2 separate regions of the Zea mays genome follow, and region 1 is linked to region 2. A link is a contact called in public HiChIP or PLAC-seq data. All regions are on one chromosome and are shown on one strand. The core of a region is the stretch at or near the end of the contact, and the rest is flanking DNA. Distances in the headings are between cores, read along the strand shown. Region 1 holds the start of LOC100273350 (protein IRREGULAR XYLEM 15). Region 2 holds the start of LOC606446 (glycosyltransferase).

What was found. HiChIP or PLAC-seq counts read pairs in DNA pulled down with a chosen protein or histone mark.
Region 1: an H3K4me3 HiChIP or PLAC-seq map of leaf shows a contact between it and region 2, with 5 times the contacts expected there. The contact joins the promoter of LOC100273350 here to the promoter of LOC606446 in region 2. A contact is called at or near these places in 3 of 25 Hi-C or Micro-C datasets (bundle sheath, endosperm and tassel) and 1 of 3 datasets of contacts at active chromatin or transcription factors (leaf).

The regions. Positions count from the first base shown.
Region 1 is chr5:52,122,805-52,126,056 of Zm-B73-REFERENCE-NAM-5.0, reverse strand. It overlaps LOC100273350 (protein IRREGULAR XYLEM 15), which reads left to right and starts at 1,324. Exons shown (of 2, transcript XM_008646746.4): 1 at 1,324-2,586; 2 at 2,712-3,197. The coding sequence starts at 1,886. The coding sequence ends at 2,976.
Region 2 is chr5:51,759,215-51,762,547 of Zm-B73-REFERENCE-NAM-5.0, reverse strand. It overlaps LOC606446 (glycosyltransferase), which reads left to right and starts at 1,453. Exons shown (of 3, transcript NM_001310741.1): 1 at 1,453-2,337; 2 at 2,429-2,977. The coding sequence starts at 1,496.

The DNA of each region.
Region 1 (3,252 bases), core at 75-2,574, 360 kb before region 2:
TCACATATATATAACATGTTCATCAATTATTCTGTAAATGATATGTATATAGTTTCGTTTTACTGGAATATGGTAGCTCGTTTAGCTCGCGAGCTGGCTCGTTAACGAACCGATCTAGCTCGTTAACGAACCGAGCTAGGATGTCAGCTCAGCTCGTGACAAAATTCAAATGAGCCAATCCAAGCCGAGCCGAGCCGACCATAAAACGAGCGAGCCAGCGAGCCACGAGCATTTCGTCCAGCCTTCTAGCCCACCACATCAGTGAGGAAGATGGTATGTCTAGGCGGGCGAAACTGGCCATTGAAATCAGCCTTACGGGCATGTCAGGTGAAGAAAGAAAATATTTAGGCCTCGTTCGTTTGTTCCAAATCGAAACCAAGCATGTTTTTCTTCTAGGTCCGGATCGAGTGAAACCAGGTGGTTCACTAGAACCTGAGAAGGTCTGGTTTGGTTTGATTCCAGGAGCTTGTAGATGTGGATTTAATCCGAGCTGTTGAGGGGTGAAAAGGGTTGAAATGACCTGTTTTCAATCTGGTTTTATTATGAGTTAGACATAACCGAACAACCATTATTAGTTGTTTCCGGTTTCAATCCTGACCAAATATATCCGGATGGAATAGGGCCGCCAACCGAACGAGGCCTTATGGGTTGGTTCATTGCTTCTCAATCCATGCTGACTTTTGCGGGAGAAATTGTGCGTAATCTGTGTGATCGCGCTCCTTCCTCGAGCTGCTCTTGTTTGAAGCTGATTTCTGCCAAAAAAAAAAAAAGATGTACCTCCAAAATCGACTGGACTCCTCCTCGAGCAGCGTGCTAGCCGTTTCCCAGGACAAGCCAGCGTGACCGTGTCCATTCTAGCCGTTCCCTGGCCAAGCCGAATTTGACACTGGCAGTGGAGGAAAAGGTTGGACCGTGGCAGGTTTCGTTTCAATTCATCATGCTGTTTTCTCACGCAACTGGGAACAGGGGATGAAGCAGAAAGCGATGGCTTTCGTGCCTCAACGTTTCGTCCGTTCAAAGGAGCGTTGACGGCCTAACAACGTGGATTTTCTGACGTGGCCAAAACTCGTGCCTTACGCTGACGCAAACCAGATCGAACTACACCGCTGAACCATTGGGTATAGTTTTCTCCAGTAGCTAACCATATGTTGTTTTAAACACAGTATTTCAAACAAGTCCACGGCAATAATCCAAAACTTGTGCAATCCAGCCAGTCACACGAATTCTCCGAACCAGGTCCACGGCATTAGTTGTTCAAACAAGATTTGGCATCTCCAAGCCGAACTCCCGGAGTGTTTAAGATTTCAGTCAACAAACATTTTTCATAGGGAAATTTGGATCCATACCATTAAAAGATTACCACTTTGGATCCATACCATTATTATCTCACTTACATGTGGGTCCACATGAGTCAATGACATGTGAGGTCCATGGTATATATCTAAAGTTTGGATCTTTTAATGGTATAGATCCAATTGTTCCTTTTTCATAAGCTGCAGGAGCCTTGCCTAATCCTCCGTGCCATGCCGATGGGCAGGGCAGGGCAAGAGGAGGTCACGAAAACGAAGGGTGCCACCCACCGCAAATCCCGGCGGGATTGAACTGAGCTCCTTTCCTCCGTGCCCTTGAATGCAACCACCTCCCGAATCCCATCTTCTTCATCTCGCTGCGGCCTCCCTCCTCCTCCACTGGAGCCGACACTTGATCCATTCCCCATCCCCATCCCACGCGGCCACCACCACCTTCTCCTCCTCCCCCTCTCCATATCTCTCTCTCTCCGGGCAAGGAGGAAGAGGAGCAGTAGATCAGTCGTAGCAATAAATCCGTCACGCCCAGCTCGCCTGCTCCGCCTCGCCATTGCCTTGCTCCAACCAAGCAGGAGTAGATGAAGGGGCTGAGCGGGGCGAAGCTGCTGGTCGTGCACCCGTCGTCCAACAAGTCGCCCGGCGGCGCGGGGTCGCCCGGGGCGGTTCTGGGCGCGCGGCGCCGGGTGTGCGCCGCCGTGTTCCTGGCCTGCTTCGCGTGCGTCTCCCTGGCCACCACGCTGCTGTCGGCCGCGCGGGACCCCGCTGGCGCGGGGGCGAGGTCGGCGGCGTTCGCGGTGCCGGTCGCCGCGGCAGCGAGGGAGGGCCAGGGCCTGCCGGGGCACGTGTTCGACGCGCTGGTGCAGTACGCGTCGGCGGGCGGGAACTCGACGGCGAGCATGCCGGGCGCCGACGTGCGCGCCATCGCCGCCGTGCTCAGGCGCCGCGCGCCGTGCAGCCTGCTCGTGTTCGGGCTCGGCGCGGAGACGCCGCTGTGGCGCGCTCTCAACCACGGCGGCCGCACCGTGTTCCTCGACGAGAACCAGTACTACGTGTCCCACCTGGAGGGCCGCCACCCGGGGCTGGAGGCCTACGACGTCGCCTACACCACCACCGTCCGCGAGTTCCCGGACCTGCTTGACTCCGCCCGCGCCGCGCGGGGCGCCGAGTGCCGGCCCGTCCAGAACCTCCTCTTCTCCGACTGCCGCCTCGCCATCAACGACCTCCCCAACCAGCTCTACGACGTCTCCTGGGACGTCATCCTCGTCGACGGCCCGCGCGGGTAAACCCTAACCGCATCCAAGATCCATCCAGCTTCTTATGCAAAAAAGAAGAGGAGGGAGAAAGATCCAATCTTTTCCCAGCCCCACTTCATTAGCTAATGCCCTCTCCAATGCGGACTGACAGGTACACGGCTTCGTCGCCGGGCAGGATGTCGGCGATATTCACGGCGGGGGTGCTGGCGCGGACGCGGGCCGGGGAGGGCGTGAAGACGGACGTCCTGGTGCACGACTACGAGCGGGAGGTGGAGCGGGCGTGCTCCAGGGAGTTCCTGTGCGAGGAGAACCGCGTCGTCGAGACCAGCACGCGGTCGCTCGCCCACTTTGTCGTGCGCGGCGGTAGTTCTGCCCGCCGGGACGCCTTCTGCTCCGGCACGGCGGCGGCCCACTAGCTTCACTCTTCCCCGTCACTCACCTCACCTCACCTCACCTGTTCTTCTACTTTTTTTTTTCTTAAAAAAAACCTCTCTCGATCTCGATCACGGTTAATGATGATGATGCTTGTCATGTGAATGCGGAAAAAAGATGAAAAAGTGAGCGGTGAAGCCTGTAAAAATTGGGTGTGACGAAAAGAAAGAAGCAGAGGAATGTGTCTCTGTCCTTGACGACTCCACGCCACGGTGCCCGGTCTCATTCTCTGCCCGACACGGATTCATTTTCATCTCCTC
Region 2 (3,333 bases), core at 204-2,703:
GATCCATCACCATTTCACTCTACTGTTTTTTATGGAATAGACTAAATTAATCCATCACTATTCTATTTCTCAAAATATATTTATTAATTATTAGTACTAGTATAAGAAATTAGATTTTCTACTAAATTTAAAGAATAGACTTACTCTATATTTCGCGAATGAAACACACCGTAGTTATGTATTAAAAAATTGAACGTAAATGTAGTTATGCATATCTAAATTGAGCATAACTTTGTGCAGGAGCTAGGGCTGACCATGAGCCTTAGATTTTACATTACAAGATTTAAGGATCAAAATTGGATTGGTATCGTGCTCTAAATTTATTAATTTTAGACTAAATTAATATTTAGGATCTTAATAAATTATGAAGAAATATTTGAATTGTGATTCATTACTAGTAGCGCGGTCATCTGTACTTTATTGAACTATGGAATTTGGACTATACAGATTCTAGGAATTATGACCAGAGCTAGTCTGTACAAACATGGCTTCTTTATGGTCATTCGGGACAAAACCCCTGAACCGACGCTAAGGGGGTGTTTGGTTCTGTGGACTAAAGTTTAGCCCGGGTCACATCAAGCGTTTGACTTTCAAATAGGAGTATGAAATATAGACCCAACCAACTGTACTAGATTCGTCTCACTTTTTAATCTTTAGCTGAGAAATTAGTTTTATAATCCGATTACATTTAATACCCCAAACGGAGGTTCAAACATTCGATGTGATAGAGACTAAATTTTAGAGGGGCAAACCAAACACACACTAAGCACGAAAGTCAAACGCAGCTGGCACAGACCTGAAATCCCGCCGACGCCGGCAGCTGCCTATCTCAATCATTGAAAACGTGAGAAACACAAATCACTACCACACCTCTCAAGCAATTTATGTTTTTTTTATATCTTCATAAAATAAAAACACAAAATGACGACACGCGACACGGCAACACGCCGTCACGAACGCGCGAGTGTGTCCGGCGACCGACCCGCGGCCTGCTCCCGTACTCCAGCCCAATCCCAATCCCAATCCCAATCCCAATCCAACCTGTCCCGCCTCCCGCGCATGCCGCGCCGCCGACCCCGTCCGCGGCCTGCGGGTTCGGCATCCCGCCCCCACCTCCTCACCAAACTCCCCCAACCCGATCCCTCCGGACCGCGCCGCGCAGACGCGCACGCCTTGCATTTGGCTTCTTCGCGGCTTCAGCAGCGACCGCGTCCCCGCCCCCGTCGGGCACCAACCCAGCCCAACGCTCTCCCCCCTGCTCCTCCCCTTTTCCTCTGCCCACCAATTGATAGCTCACCTCACCTCCGCGCCCGTTGTTTCGTGCACCGTACTTCACCTCCCACCAACCTCTCCCCCTCAAAAACTATCCACCCCTCCACGGCTCCACCCCTACCCGCCGACGAGCGCGATCGATTGATTCGGTTCGAGCCGGGCGGAGGAGGAGGGAGCGCCGCGGGGCGGGGTGAGCCCACCAGATCCGACTACCGCAGCGGCTATGATGAAGTCGCTGCTGCCGCAGAGCCAGCTGCGGCGCTCGGCGGCGGCGGCCGCGCGGTCGTCGGCGGGCGGCGCCGCGGGGGCAGACGGGGCTATGTCCGACGGCGGCGGCGCGGGGCCGCGGGCGCCCGCCTCCTCCACCTTCTGGTTCCTGCTCCACGCGCTCTGCTGCCTCATCTCGCTCTTCCTCGGCTTCCGCTTCTCGCGTCTCCTCTTCTTCCTGCTCTTCTCCACCACCGCGCTCTACCGCTCCAGCACCTCCTCCTCCTCGGCCGCGGTCCTTCGCGCCACCACCACGACAACCACCACCACGACCACCACGACGACGACGACCAACACCTTCACGCTCTCCTTCGCCGCCGCCAACACTCCCCCTTCCACCCCCGCTAACCGCACCGCGCTGGATGTGGCCGACAAGGGGGCGGCGTCCGGGAACCCACAGAGTCACGTCGTGGTGGGGAGGCACGGGATTCGGATCCGGCCGTGGCCGCACCCGGACCCCGTCGAGGTGATGCGGGCGCACCGGATCATGGAGCGCGTGCAGGAGGAACAGCGCCGCTGGTACGGCGTCAAGGAGCCGAGGCAGGTGCTCGCCGTCACCCCGACCTACTCACGCGCGTTCCAGGCGCTCCACCTCACCGGCCTCCTCCACTCACTCCGCAACGTGCCGTACCCGCTCACCTGGATCGTCGTCGAGGCAGGCGGCACCACCAACGCCACGGCGTCAATGCTTGCGCGCTCTGGCCTCACTTTCGTTCACATCCCCTTCCCTGACCGCATGCCCCACGACTGGGCCGACCGCCACGCCACTGAGAACCGGATGCGCCTCCACGCCCTACGGTATGTATGGTTCCCTTACTACTTCCTCAGCTAGCTAGCATAGTATTTATGGAAAGACGGCGGTTGATGAAGGACAGGTTTCCTTGCGCAGCGTGATCCGCGAGAGGAAGATGGATGGCGTAGTTGTTTTCACCGACGACAGCAATGTTCATAGCATGGAGCTGTTCGATGAGGTGCAGAAGGTCCAGTGGATGGGTGCTGTATCCGTCGGAATCCTTGCGCATACTGGCACGGCAGACCAACTACGGCTCAGCGAGGAGGACAAGCAGAATATGCCTCTTCCAGTCCAGGGCCCTGCTTGCAACTCCTCAGGGCATCTGATTGGATGGCACACGTTCAACTCATTGCCCTTCTCTGGGAAGACGGCCACAGTTGTTGGTGAAGCAGCCCCTGTTCTGCCCAGGGGTTTGGAGTGGGCTGGTTTTGTGTTGAACTCAAGGATGCTGTGGAAGGAGGCTGACGGCAAGCCTGACTGGGTGAAGGATCTTGATGCTGTGGGCGAGAATGGCGAGGAGATTGAGAACCCACTTACTCTGTTGAATGATCCGTCCTCTGTTGAGCCACTGGGCAACTGTGGGAAGAAGGTCCTACTGTGGTGGCTTCGTGTTGAAGCACGGGCTGATAGCAAGTTTCCTGAAGGGTGAGTTTTTTTTTTACATTCCAAGTTTTTGTTACCAGCTATGCTATTGGGGAAGTTTATTTTGTTAGATTCAAGATTCAGACATCTAGACTCATCCCCCCACCTTGTTATAAGTTAAGTTAGGCCTTATCTGACTTAGCTAGGTTCACGGCTCAAAATCTCCAACGAATGCATGTGGCAACTGGATATAAACCAACTGTCTAATAGCTACCCAGCAACTGAAACTGTTGGCCCTGTTTAGCTGAGCTCCATCTTCAAGATACATGTGGACCACGCCAGGTTTGCATTTTGTATGCTATAATAAATCTCCTTAAATAACCAGTTTCAGTCTTTAAATAAAATCAGACACCTCAACA